Regions from separate parts of the Mus musculus genome. Here region 2 is linked to region 1. A link is a contact called in public promoter capture Hi-C data. All regions are on one chromosome and are shown on one strand. The core of a region is the stretch at or near the end of the contact, and the rest is flanking DNA. Distances in the headings are between cores, read along the strand shown. Region 1 holds the start of 4930417O22Rik (RIKEN cDNA 4930417O22 gene). Region 2 holds the start of G6pc3 (glucose 6 phosphatase, catalytic, 3).

Region 1 (6,698 bases), core at 165-2,664:
CACCATGATGTTATCCAGCATGAAGGTCCTCACCAGAAGTCATACAAATCTTCTTAGGCTTCCAGAGTCGTGAGCAAAAAAAGCACACCTCTAAATAAATTAACTAGCCTCAGGTAGTTAACCACCGAAAATGAACCAAGGCAGTTCTAATACAAAACCACTTCCCTTCCCTGTTCAAACCACAGTGCCCTATTATCTAAAAGATAAACTTCAAGCCAAGCTTTTAGGTTGCCAGTATTTATGTAACAACAAGGCCCGTTGACACACATCTGTAACTCCTAGTACTGGGCCTCAGGGGCAGAGACAGGTGGAGCCCTGGAGTTTGAATTCCAGGTTCTGTGAGAAACTCTGTCTGAAAAGACAATATGGTGAGTGACCCGGGAGGATATCTGATATTGACTTCTGGCCAACACACAGCCATCTCTGCACATCTGTAGTTGCAAGCCTTTTGCACTAAGTTTGGCCAGAGTCAGAGTTTGCAAGTGTTTGTGGACTGAATGCACGTGTTGCTGGTGATCTACAAAGTCACCCTCCTTCTCAAGCTAGCAGCACTGGCTTCGGCCAGCTGCTCATTCAAGCCTCTTTGCAGAGTCATCACGGGGATGGGGGAGCAGGGCCCCTCCCTAGAACACCAAGCCTGTGGTTGTTTATTCAGGACATTATTGAGGGCCAAGATGACAGATAACTCTATCACTTGGCCAACAGTCGGGTGTTGCGGTGTTAGGTTATTTCTGTGTCTGCAGAAAACAGTGCAACCTGGACAAAAGAAATAAATGATATCATTTTTCATTCAGGCAACTAGATTCCGTGGTACAAAAGGCTCCCTGGGGAACGAGGCCGGGACAGCGCGGCTCCTGAGTCGCTATTTCCGTCTGTCAACTTCTCTAATCTCTTGATTTCCTCCCTCTGTCTGTTTCCTTCCTCTTGCTGGGGCCCAGTGGAGTCTGTGTACTCACAGGGAGGAGGGTGGCAAAGCCCTGGTCCTCTACGGGCTGGGGGAAGGGGGGAAGCTGTCGGCCCAGTGACTTTTTCCCCTTTCTCTTTTTCTTAGAAACCAGTCTCAATTTAAGATAATGAGTCTCCTCATTCACGTGTGCTCACTATTCATAGGGACTTATCCACCCCCGCCCTGTCAATCTGGCTAAGTAAGACAAGTCAAATTTAAAAGGGAACGTTTTTCTAAAAATGTGGCTGGACCGTGTGCCGGCACGAAACCAGGGATGGCGGTCTAAGTTACATGCTCTCTGCCAGCCCCGGTGCCTTTTCCTTTCGGAAAGGAGACCCGGAGGTAAAACGAAGTTGCCAACTTTTGATGATGGTGTGCGCCGGGTGACTCTTTAAAATGTCATCCATACCTGGGATAGGGAAGGCTCTTCAGGGAGTCATCTAGCCCTCCCTTCAGGAAAAGATTCCACTTCCGGTTTAGTTAGCTTCCACCTGGTCCCTTATCCGCTGTCTCTGCCCACTAGTCCTCATCCATCCGGTTTCCGCCCTCATCCACCTTGCCCTTTTAGTTCCTAGAAAGCAGCACCGTAGTCTTGGCAGGTGGGCCATTGGTCACTCCGCTACCACTGTTACCATGGCCACCAAGGTGTCATTTAAATATGAGCTCACTGAGTCCTGCGGGATGGCTTGGTTGGTAATATGCTTGCTGCAAAATCGTGAGAACTGGAGTTCAATTCCCAGCACATGGATGTATTTCCAGCACCTGGAAGGCAGGGAGCAGAGATCTTAAAGCTCCTGGCCAGACAGCCCAGCCTAATTAGTAATCAGTGAGAGACCCTGTCTCAAGAAACAAGATGGAACATCAAAGGTCAACCTCTTGTCTCCACACACACAAATACACACATGCACATACATCCACACACAGGCAAACACATGCACACACCTGAACACCCTCCACAAATACATACATAAAAAAATAAATACATACACACATACATACATACACCAACATTCCCTCTCCTTAGTCTCCTGGCTACGCTCTTGTCACCCCCACTAAGGCTTCAACTTCTTCTATTTCTTCATCTTGACTCCTCTGTACTTTGCATGCCTTTTCCAGCAAAGGCTTTTCTTTAAATCTCCGTCATTCATAAACTCCCTCTAAATTTCTTCCCCTGCCCTTTTCTTTCTCTCTAGGGAGATAAAGACACACACTACAAAGTCACCGTGGGACCAGTTTATTCACCCACCCACCCCTGCTTCTGTTCATCCGGCCAGCTAAGTAGTCCAACCTCTCTGGTGCTGTACCCTGGACCCTGGCTTCACCACAGCTCCTCCATGCTACCCAGCCCTGCAAACCTTCAGCCTAGCCTCTGGTTCTCCAACCAGCACAGGCCCAGTCTGGCTTCTATGTCCTAGAAATCTCCTTCATTCTCTCCATTTCCCTCCTGAATCTACCACCTTCTTTCTCCCTTCTCCTGACCTCTAATGTCTTGGTCAAACGATTACAAGGAAGCCAATGAAATTAGCAGTTTGGGGTACCTCAGAGTCAGCAGGGGAGCTGGGATGAATTCACATTTCCAGGCCTTTGCTTTGCTCCCCGGATTCTGACAGGCAGTTCCGAAGCTGAGTCCAGGAAGCTGAATTTAAAATCACACTCCAGCTGGGTTCTGAGGCAGCCCTACCACATCAGCTGGCCCTGACTGAGCTGTGTCTGGGTGGCAGTGGTGCTGGTGGTGCTGGTGGTGCTGGTGGTGGTGGTGGTGGTGGTGGTGGTGGTGGTGGTGGTGTGTGTGTGTGTTTTCTGCTTTTACAAAACTTTTCTAATTCTTATACAAAGGACAAATCTGCCTCATATAGGCAGAAAGATGACTTATGCCTATATAAGATATAAAGATGACTTTATGCCACTTATTAGCAATAGTTACTGTCAAAAGTAATTCTATTTATACACCCTTATACATGGTATTGCTTTTGTTGGAGACTCTAAAATCCAGATTATGTATTTAAAAAAAAATTCCCCAGTCCTTAAAAGGTGAAGAATGGACCCAGATAGAAGGTCACGGCACAAGTATGGAGTCGGAGTGTGGAGTCCTGCCAATGGTCTGGACAGAAGCATCCAGAGAGGGTCCAAGACAAATGCCTCGCCTCCTAAGGAACACTGGCAGCCCTGATGAGGTACCAGAGATTGCTAAGTGGAGGAATACAGGATCAGACCCATGGAGGGGCTTAAAGCGTGACTGTAGCAGCCCTCCGCTGAGGGGCTCCAGGTGGGCGCCCAAGGTGCTGCAGTGGGAGCCACATGAGAGGTGATGTCTTGGAGTCACCTCGGGTACCATTGTTTAGGGAGGTGGGGATTTGTGGTGTGGAGACAGGCAGCCTCAAGGATGCTTTTCAACAATGGTTGATGAGTTGGAACTAAAACAGGGGCCATCACACTGGCTCCCATAGCTCTGGGCTTGCCAGCTTCCACATCTGCCCCCCACCCCCTGTCTGGCACCAGCTCAAGCTCTGTGATTCTACACATCCAAAAGAGGAAGAGTAGCCTACTGGGCATGCCACCTCTTCTGGACCATCAGGTGAGAGTGTGGCAAGCCCTAGGCTCCTGTCCAGGATGCAGGGCTGCCAGATAGGATGCTCAGCTATCTCCTGAGCTGGAACTATTTTAGGAATAAGGATTATGCCCGCCCGGGGTTGGCCAGCACCCCAGCAGCCTGTGCTTGCGTAAAAGCAAGTGCTGTTGATTTATCTAAAAACAGAGCCGTGGACCCACCCACAGGACAAGTATGTATGCATCTGTTTCATGTATCTGAAAAGCGACACAACCATTTTTCACATCATGGCATCTTCCTAACCCCCATTCTTTTTTGTTTTGTTTTTTTGAGACAGGGTTTCTCTGTGTAGTCCTGGCTGTCCTGGAACTCACTTTGTAGACCAGGCTGGCCTCGAACTCAGAAATCCTGGGATTAAAGGTGTGTGCCACCACGCCCGGCCCTAACCCCCATTCTTAATGGTGATCCAGTGGTTGAAATTTCGGGCCACACACATGTCCATTAGGGATTAGCTGCTGTCTTCTGAGCTACCTGGTACAATCTTTATCCCCTGGGGCCTGGGCTCCTGATCCCTGACTCGGGCCCGATCAAGTCCAGTTCCTGGGCCCGATCAAGTCCAGTTCCTGGGCCCGAACAAGTCCAGTCCCTAGCTCGATTAGCTCATCCTGGCTCCCTGGCCTGTTCTTACTTACACTCTTCCCCTTGCTCTGGACTTGTTGCTTTCTTTACTCAAGTTGTCTGCCACAGTCCCTAAGCCACCTCTGTAAGACAACTAAGATAATACTTCCCTCAAGCACGGAAAGTCCTGAGTCACCACACCCTCTGGAGGTGTGTGGACACATGTTCATGCGTGTGGTTGCGCTTACGTACGTGTGCGCATGCGCGTGGAGGACAGAGGTTGACACTGGGTATTTTCTCCCATTGCTTTCCACTTTACTTTTGCTTCATTTTGAAGCAGGGGCTCTAACTGAGCCTGAAGCCCTCCTGCCCAGCACTGAGATCACAGCTGTGAGCCACTGTGCCTAGTTTTTCCTGTTGGTGCAGAGGATCAAATTCGGACCCGCATGCGTAGTAAGCGGCCGTCTCCACAGCCCTGCCATTCATTTTTGAAGTTCCCAGAATACTACAGAATGAAGTACTGAGTACTCAGGACTGCCTGCTATCTAACGTTTACATGGATCAGAGTAAGAAGTGGGGTCTCTCAGCCCGCTTTTTTGACAGCAGTGAGGAGCTTGTGGGTGATAAGGAGTTGGGAGGCTCCAGGGATGGGGACAGTGAGCCCTCCCCACACCCCGTAGTTCTTGCAGTTTGCAAGTAACAGGCCAAATGTCACGTGTTCTTTTGACATTGTTAAGAGGTGTTCTTTGTTCTTTGGGATGCAGGATATAACTTTCCAATCCCACACCCCAAGCAGACCCAGTGAGGACTACAGTCTCCGGAACACATTAGGATGTGTGAATGTATTGAAGCAGGATGGGTGGCCACTCTTCCAGGCTGGCAGGCTGGAGAGCAGCAATGCTTTTACCTTACAGTGAGAGCATGCCACTCTTTAATCTCTGCAGCCCACTTCAGGTACATTTTCGAGGGATTCAAGGGTCATCAGTAGATATGGCTGAGCCACAGGACCCAGACATGGAGTGTGAGCCTGGCGGCAGAAAATTACTTGGGTCTCTTTGTCCGAATGCTCAAACAGACCCTCTCTCTCTAATTGATGGCTTTTTCCACATTCAGCTTCCTGGGGATATGAGGCCATGAGGTAGGTGGGAACCCAGGACCCCACAGCCTGTGGCTCTATCAGAACTATGAGGAATAGAAGTCATTTGCTCAAAGAAAAACTATGTTGTGAGTAAAGGCAATTGCTTAGCACTGGCCTGGCTGCATGTAAACTTCAGGGGTTGCTAGGCATTAGGGCTGCTTAGCAAGTGTGGCGGCTCACCAAGGCTGGCCCTTTAAAGGCTGTGAGCTGAACACAGCTTTCACAGGTGGATGATAGCAGTCTAGTTGATAGTAGAAAATCTGAACTTAGATTTCCTATAAGATGACATACCACCAAAAAATACCTCTCTTCTCACAATAAACTTGTGCTTAAAAAAATTATTCAAATTATTATGGTCATACTTAAAATTTTTTGTCAGTAACCGTTTTCGTGATTTTTTTTAAAAACTATTCTAGCCTGGCAGTGGTGGTGCACACCTTTAATCCCAGCACTTGAGAGGCAGAGGCAGGCGGATTTCTGAGTTTAAGCCCAGCCCGGTCTACAGAGTGAGTTCCAGGACAGTGAGGGCTACACAGAGAAACCCTGTCTCGAAAAACAAACAAACAAATAAAACAAAAAACCTATTCTAGTGTATAAGTGAGTGATGGTTAACGTTCATTGCCAACTTGTCAAGATCTAGAATCATCTAAGAGACAAATCTCTGGGCTTGTCTGCGAGGGGTTGTCTCCATTGGGTTAACTGGGAGGACTCAACCCAGCTGTCCGGCAGCACCGTCTCATCTCATAGGCTGGAGTCAAGAAGGAAGAGAGCACCACATTTCCACTTCTTGGCCATAGAAGCTATGTGACTGACTGACCGCTTCATATTCCTGCCACCATGACTTCCTTGCCAGGGTTGACCGTCCCCTTATTAAAAACCCTCCTTTCAGTGCAGCATTTTGTCACAGCAATAAAAGTAACTAATACTCAGTTGGTCTCTAAGCCCTACAGACCCAACATCCATCTTTACTGCCTACCACTTGCCATCACTCCCCTCCCCAGTCTCTACTCTGGAGACCCAGGAGGCCTGAGTTTGCAGGACGCTGTGGAGAGAGTCAGTCAGCCGCTCTGGCAGAAGACTGAGGTTTGCCTCTCAGCATCTACATGGAGCTTACAACCTTCTGTAACTCCAGTTCCAGGGGATCTGAGCCTTCTTCTGGCCTTCTTGGGCCCCAGGCACATACCTGCACGTGGTGCACACACATACAAATATGCACATGTATACATATACATGTACCTGTGAAGTTACAAGTGGCACCCAATGTGGAGCCTGAACCCACACCCTGAGATTAAGAGTCTCATTTTTAATGGTGGCTCTTAAAGTGTTTAAGAACCATCATTAAAAATAAGATTTGAGCCAGGCATGGTGGCGCACGCCTTTAGTCCCAGCACTGGGGAGGCAGAGGCAGGTGGATTTCTGAGTTCAAGGCCAGCCTGGTCTACAGAGTG
Region 2 (6,119 bases), core at 2,302-4,801, 240 kb before region 1:
CCAGACTCTAAAGTAGGACTTACCAGGAAAGATCTAGGCCCAGTGTAAAGAGAGTCCAATACATGAGGCTGGCACCCAGCATGAGGGCCAGAGCAGTCAACCCATAAAAGCTAAGCTCCCGCTCCATGGGTACCCGGGGGCTCATTAGCCAGCCAAGGGCAGCACCTAAGGGAACGGGACAAAAAAAAATCAGTTTCAAGATGTTTGGGGAAATGACCCACCCCCTCGCCTGCAATTCATCTCAGCAGGAGAACAAACTAAGACAGAAGTGGGGACCTTAAGGTTGGCTCTACAGACGCTGGGACTGCTGAGAAGTTCCTAGACTGGTCCTCCCATTGCCAAAGACACCCTCTTGGGCCACCCTTTTGCCCCAGTTGCTTACCAACAATAAGGCCGCCCAACACTTGGTGAGGGAAATGTGCTAAGAGGAAGACCCGAGATAGGCCGACTGCCAATAGGAAGGTACAATAAGCCAGGCCAGGAATCACCCTCACCCAGGGGCTGGAAAGAAGAGAGACGAGTGGCTCAAGGGATGTCCAACACGGCTTGACTTTCCTCAGCATCCAAATCCTCAAAAGTTTGAGCCAACACCCCCAGGTCACCACAACTCCAGCTTCCAAACTAACATGCTGTGGAGATTGCGGAATCTAGAATGCTCCTACTAGTGGGCCATACTAAGGTCATACCTGCGGGACCGAGAAGCCACCTGAGAAGAAATGGCCGTCATTACAGGCCAAAGAGCTGCGCCTGTGATCATGCAGTGGCCGGAGGGGCTGCCTGCCGGGAGATCCAGAAGTTCATGGTGAAAAAACATGAGTGGAAACCCAGAAGCCCATGGTGACCCCTCAAGACATCCCCACTCAGATGTAAAGGCAGCTTTCCCTAGTACTGGCTCATCATTCCCTCTTGCCCGATGCCATGTCTCTGGCTTTATGAGGTGAACAGTTGACATGAGCCACGTCACTCAACCTGATCTCCCCAGAATTTGTTTGCTGGACCAGGAACTGAGAGGCTGGGCCTGTTTGGACCACCCTAGCTGGAGTATATGCAAATGTTTACCGGGACCCTAACCGCACCAGGGATGGGAGGAAGCTGGAACTTTTCCCACCTGGACCAGTCTCACAAGAAGAAGGGAACTGGTGAATCTGGATTGGAGTCTGGGTGGAGTACCCGGATTCATGCACCCACCAAAAGGGCCTGTCTCCAAACAGAAACCTGGAAGAGACAAGATACAAGACCATACAACACACACTTTGATGGGATCTAGAGGGCCTGCTTGGTGGCCTCAGACGGGCACTCTGATTCTAGCTATTACTTTACCGTGATTTTTTTTTTTAAATCTCTGGAACGCAATGAAGCACACATTTTTTTCCTTTTAAAGTGATATGGAGCCCGGCAGTGGTGGCCCACGCCTTTAATCCCAGCACTTGGGAGGCAGAGGCAGGCACATTTCTGAGTTCGAGACCAACTTGGTCTTCTACAGAGTGAGTTCCAGAACAGCCAGGGCTACATAGAGAAACAGAGAAACCCTGTCTCATAAAACTAAAAAAAAAAAAAAAAAAAAAAGTGATATGGAGGCCTGAGGTTGGAGAGAGGGAGAAAGAGACAGACAGACAGACAGACAGACAGACAGACACACTGTGTAGGAGTATACATGTATTTTGAGACAAGGGTCCTACTCTTATCCCTCCCACTGCCCAACTGGCTCTTCTCAGGCCCTGGTTCCCTGATTTCTTTGCCTATCCCTGTTCCCGCTCTCAGTTTCCTGCTTCCAGCCTGAATTATAGAGGGGGAGCCTTGAGTGTGAAACTGGGGGTGGGGTGGGGTATTGAGGGAATGTACAGAGAAGCCTGAGAAAAACTAAGGGGAAAAAAAAAATCCAACACCCCTGGCCTAGCAGGTGCTTGGCTAGCCTCTGGACAACCCCACGTAGAGGAGGCCGCTGTGGCCAGAAAGAGACAAGACGGGAGAGCAGGAAGCCAGTGCTGACCACAGAGCTATTAAATGAATATGGATGGGGTCAGGGATGCTGGAGTACACTTGTCATCCTGGCACTGGGGAGACAGGCAGGAGGACCACCATTCTCGGTTGGATGGAGAGACTTTCAATGAAGGAGGAGGAGAACAATTAGAGGCTTTGTTACCTGGATGTTAAGCACAGGCTCTGAGGGAGGTAAGATAGGGGCAGTTAGGCCAGGAGGAAATGATTAGACAACCGCTTTTAGCTTTACAAGCCCTTGTGGAGAAGGGCGGGAGGGAGAGGGACAAATTGTCTGCTTTCCAGCTTGTCATGTTAGCTTATTCTATGTCTCTTTATGATCCTTGCTTCCTCCTTCAAGGCTGGGGAGCCTGGGCAACAGCAGTGTTGAGTAACTCCCTTCTGTACTCCGAAAAGACAGAAAAACAAACAAGCAAACAAACACGGTGGCCCAGATAAACCCCAAGGGCTGCAGGAGGCCCAGCAGTGTGGGGCCACTGGCTTCTTAGAATGAGAAAGCTAGACTAAGTACTGGGGAGAGAAGAAAAGTGTTCCTTGCAGGTAGGGTAAGGATTCCCTTTAGTGACTGGCATTGAGTGGCTTCTAAATTTCATTGGGCACATTATAATCGGGGGTGGGGGTGGGGGGCTTGTTAAAGTGCAGATCTGGCCTGGAGCTTTAGAGTCTGTATTTCTAGTAAGTCTTCAAGCATTGACTCTGCTTTTGAGCTTAAACCAGGGACCACATCTTAATGAAACTGGTGCCTAGTTTAATGTCAAACAAATGGATAGATGAATAAGATGTTCAGCTAAGAAAGAAGATTTTCGGCTACCTACATTTCTAGTAATAACTGCTAAAACGCAGATTTCCAACTACAACTAAATTTGGAGTTACGAAATCAGTAGGTCTGAGGCGGAGACTGTATTTGCAGTTGAACACGCCCCTTAAGTCGTTTCTCTGATCCGGATAGTTGAGGATGGGTGAACTGTGAGATCTGAGGTGAAGACTAGGGCCTAAGGGGATAAGAATAGGTAGAAAAGTGTTTGCCTTTGAGGTAACTACTTGAGGGAGATCAGGGCCCCAAAGGGATAAGGGGACCAGGATGCCCGAAGGCTTCTCTCTGTCTCACCACTTGAAGACAAGGTTGAGCCACTCAGCAATGAAGGTGATCCAGAGCACGGAGATGCCCAGGCGGCGGGAGGCGTAGTAGGCCGCGGGGAAGCAGAACTGAAAAAGATTCTTAGGATCGCCCAGAAAGGTGACCCAGAGCCACATATTCTCTAGCCCGGGAAGCCGGTTCTGTAGTGCTTCAGCCATTATGATGCCCGCGCTCAGCGTGGACTCCATGGTGAATCAGGAGTCCTCTAGCCTGGAGCCCGTTGTAGGGTGCAAGTCGAGGAACCTTAGCAGAAATGAAGCGGCTACCTGCTGGCCCTCTAGAGCCCACCCTTTCTAGCCCCCGGCCCCGCCCTACCCGCCGGGGGTCTAAACCAAGCCCCACCCCCGCCCCGCCCCGCCCCCGCAGTCCCTGACACGCGCGAGTTGGAGCCGTAGCTGGTACTGTTTCCTCCGGCTTTCTTCCTCGGCCTTCCTCTCTACTGGACAGCGGAGGGGACAAACCTTTGCGAAGGCGTTTCCTCAAGGCCCCACGTGGCCGCTGTTGCTAGCACGTGGGCTGCCAGCGTAGTGCAGAAACCCGCTGCTGTTCCGGGTCAGGGGACCGATGAACCTGGGAACCAGCTCTGTGTCCCGGTTCCTTGTTCTGCTGCTGCGAAGTCGATGTCTAATCTCCAGGGCGAGGGTTTCTTCTGGATCTGATCTCTGTTTTCCAACATCACTACCCATTTTTCTCAAATCTGGACCATTTGGAGAGAAGGGAGTCAAAGCCCGACCTCCAGTTGCACACAGTCTTAGTTGACATCTACCTGTCTCTAGCTCAGGATTCTCCCATTCTATTTCATCCACGTCTTCCTTCAAGAATCCAGAGCTTAACATGTGTGTGTATGTTATGTGCGAGAAACTTGCCTTGCTCTCACCCCTACCACCCTCCTGCCATTTAAAATTCTTATTGGGCAGCTAAATCAAGAAAGAGATAGTATTTCCATGAAAAGAGGAAGGGCACACGCCTACAGTTTTTGCATTATTAGGAGGGACACAGTCCTAGGGGAGATCTGCTTAGAGCAAAGGAAGGAGCCTGTTGATATACTTCTTTGATTTCTTTTTCCCTCCTTTCTTTGCACGTCCGTGGCGAGGTGGGAGTGGGGAGTGTTTCTAGACAGGGATTGCTCTTAAACTCAAGAGATCCTCCTGCCTTTGCCTCCGGAGTGCTGGAATTTAAGGCTAAAAGCATGCACTACCATGCCCCATGCCCGGCTTTTTGTTTGGTTAGTTTTGTTTTGTTTTTCAAGACATGGTTTCTATGTGTACCTCTGGCAATCTTGGAACTCACTTTATAGACCAGGCCTAGCTCTCATATCCAGAGATCAGCCTGCCTCTGTCTCCCAAGTGCTGAGACTCCCAAGGGCATGAGACCACACCCTTGGATTTCTTAGTGTCTCAAGCAACTTTGTTCTTGAAGTCTGAAGGGTGGTTGAAAATGAAGATATGAAATAAAGAAAGTGTTTTTTAATTGCTTCAAGAAGCCAAAATTTCACACAGATGTTTTTTGTTTGTTTGTTTGTTTAGACATATCCCTGGCTGTCCTGTCACTATGGAGACCAGGCGGGACTTAATTAAGTTCAGAGATCCACCTGCCCCTCTCCCTCTGCTGGGATTAAGCTCTAGTTTATTTATTTTTGAGGTAGATCTGGCCCAGGCTGGCCTCAAACTCCCAATACCTTAGGATTGCTGAGATTATAGGTATGGACTATCCACTATTTACCTATTTATTGTGTTGTTTAGATTTGTTTGTTTGTTTGTTTTAGGTTTTTTGAGACAGGGTTTCTTCTGTATAACAGAGTCCTGGTTGTCCTGGACTTACTTTGTAGACTAGGCTGGCCTTGAACTCAAAAGATCTGCCAGCGTCTCCCTCCCTCGTGCTGGAATCAAAGGTATGTAACAGCACACCCTGCCACAATACCTACTTCTTAAGGACTCTGAGATCTGCTCTGGCTCCAGTCTTTACCTTCACAACTTTACCAATCTATATCAGCATCCTGATTTAAAATTGTTTGATACCATCTTTTGACCTTCACAGGCACCAAGCACACACGTGGCCCACATACATCCATGCATGCAAGATACGTATAGAAATTAAATAAATAAACTTAATAAACTTTTTTTAAAAAGTTTAAATGTGTGTAGTTCTGAGTAATGTCATGAGATCTGGATCTAGGATCATCCCTTTGTCTAAAACCCGTGCTGCATTTGCTATTTAATCCATTAGTCAATTAGACTTTTATTTACTTATTTATTTAATTAGTTAGTTTTTTTTCTTTTTCTTTTTTGAGAGACGGTTTCTCTGTGTAGCCCTGGCTGTCCTGGAACTCAAGTTTGTAGACCAGGCTGGTCTCGGACTCAGAAATCCGCCTGCCTCTGCCTCCCGAGTGCTGGGATTAAAGGCATGGGCTACCACGCCCGGCTTTAGTTAGTTGTTTTTTGAGACAGAGTTTCTCTGTGTAACAGTCCTTGCTGTCCTGGAACTCACTTTGTTGACCAGACTGGCCTCGGGCTCACAGAGATCACTCTGCTTCTGCCTCCACTGCTGGCTTGATTTGATAGTTTAAAAAATACATTTATTTATTACACTGTAGCTGTCTTTAGACACACCAGAAGAGGGCATCAGATCCCATGGTTGTAAGCCACCATGTGGTTGTTGGGACTTGAACTCAGGCCCTCTGGAAGAGCAGTCAGTGCTCTTAACCGCTGAGCCATCTCTCCAGCCCCTAACTAGACAGTCAATAATTAGATCAGCTCCTTTGGTGTTGTAGTATTTATGTTCAAGTAATTCTTATTTTATGTAATGAGGATCCAATAAGTGATGTGTCAAATCAGACACTTTGAAACAGAGAGCCTACTCATGAAAATTTTATTGTGATATTTATTATTAAGAGCATTCTATTTTAGCTGGGTTGTGGTGACACAGGACTTTGATCCCTGCACTTGGGAAGCAGAGGCAGATGGATCCCTGTGAGTTCAAAGCC

What was found. Capture Hi-C pulls out chosen DNA fragments and counts their contacts.
Region 2: a promoter capture Hi-C map of adipose tissue shows a contact between it and region 1. The contact joins the promoter of G6pc3 here to the promoter of 4930417O22Rik in region 1. A contact is called at or near these places in 1 of 115 datasets of contacts at active chromatin or transcription factors (pancreatic cancer cells) and 1 of 9 other capture datasets (adipose tissue).

What each region holds. Positions count from the first base shown.
Region 1 is chr11:101,947,137-101,953,834 of GRCm38.p6, reverse strand. 4930417O22Rik (RIKEN cDNA 4930417O22 gene) reads right to left here and starts at 1,414. Exons shown (of 4, transcript NR_045806.1): 1 at 1,356-1,414.
Region 2 is chr11:102,187,131-102,193,249 of GRCm38.p6, reverse strand. G6pc3 (glucose 6 phosphatase, catalytic, 3) reads right to left here and starts at 3,551. Exons shown (of 6, transcript NM_175935.3): 1 at 3,107-3,551; 2 at 1,109-1,215; 3 at 687-777; 4 at 383-501; 5 at 24-165. The coding sequence starts at 3,324.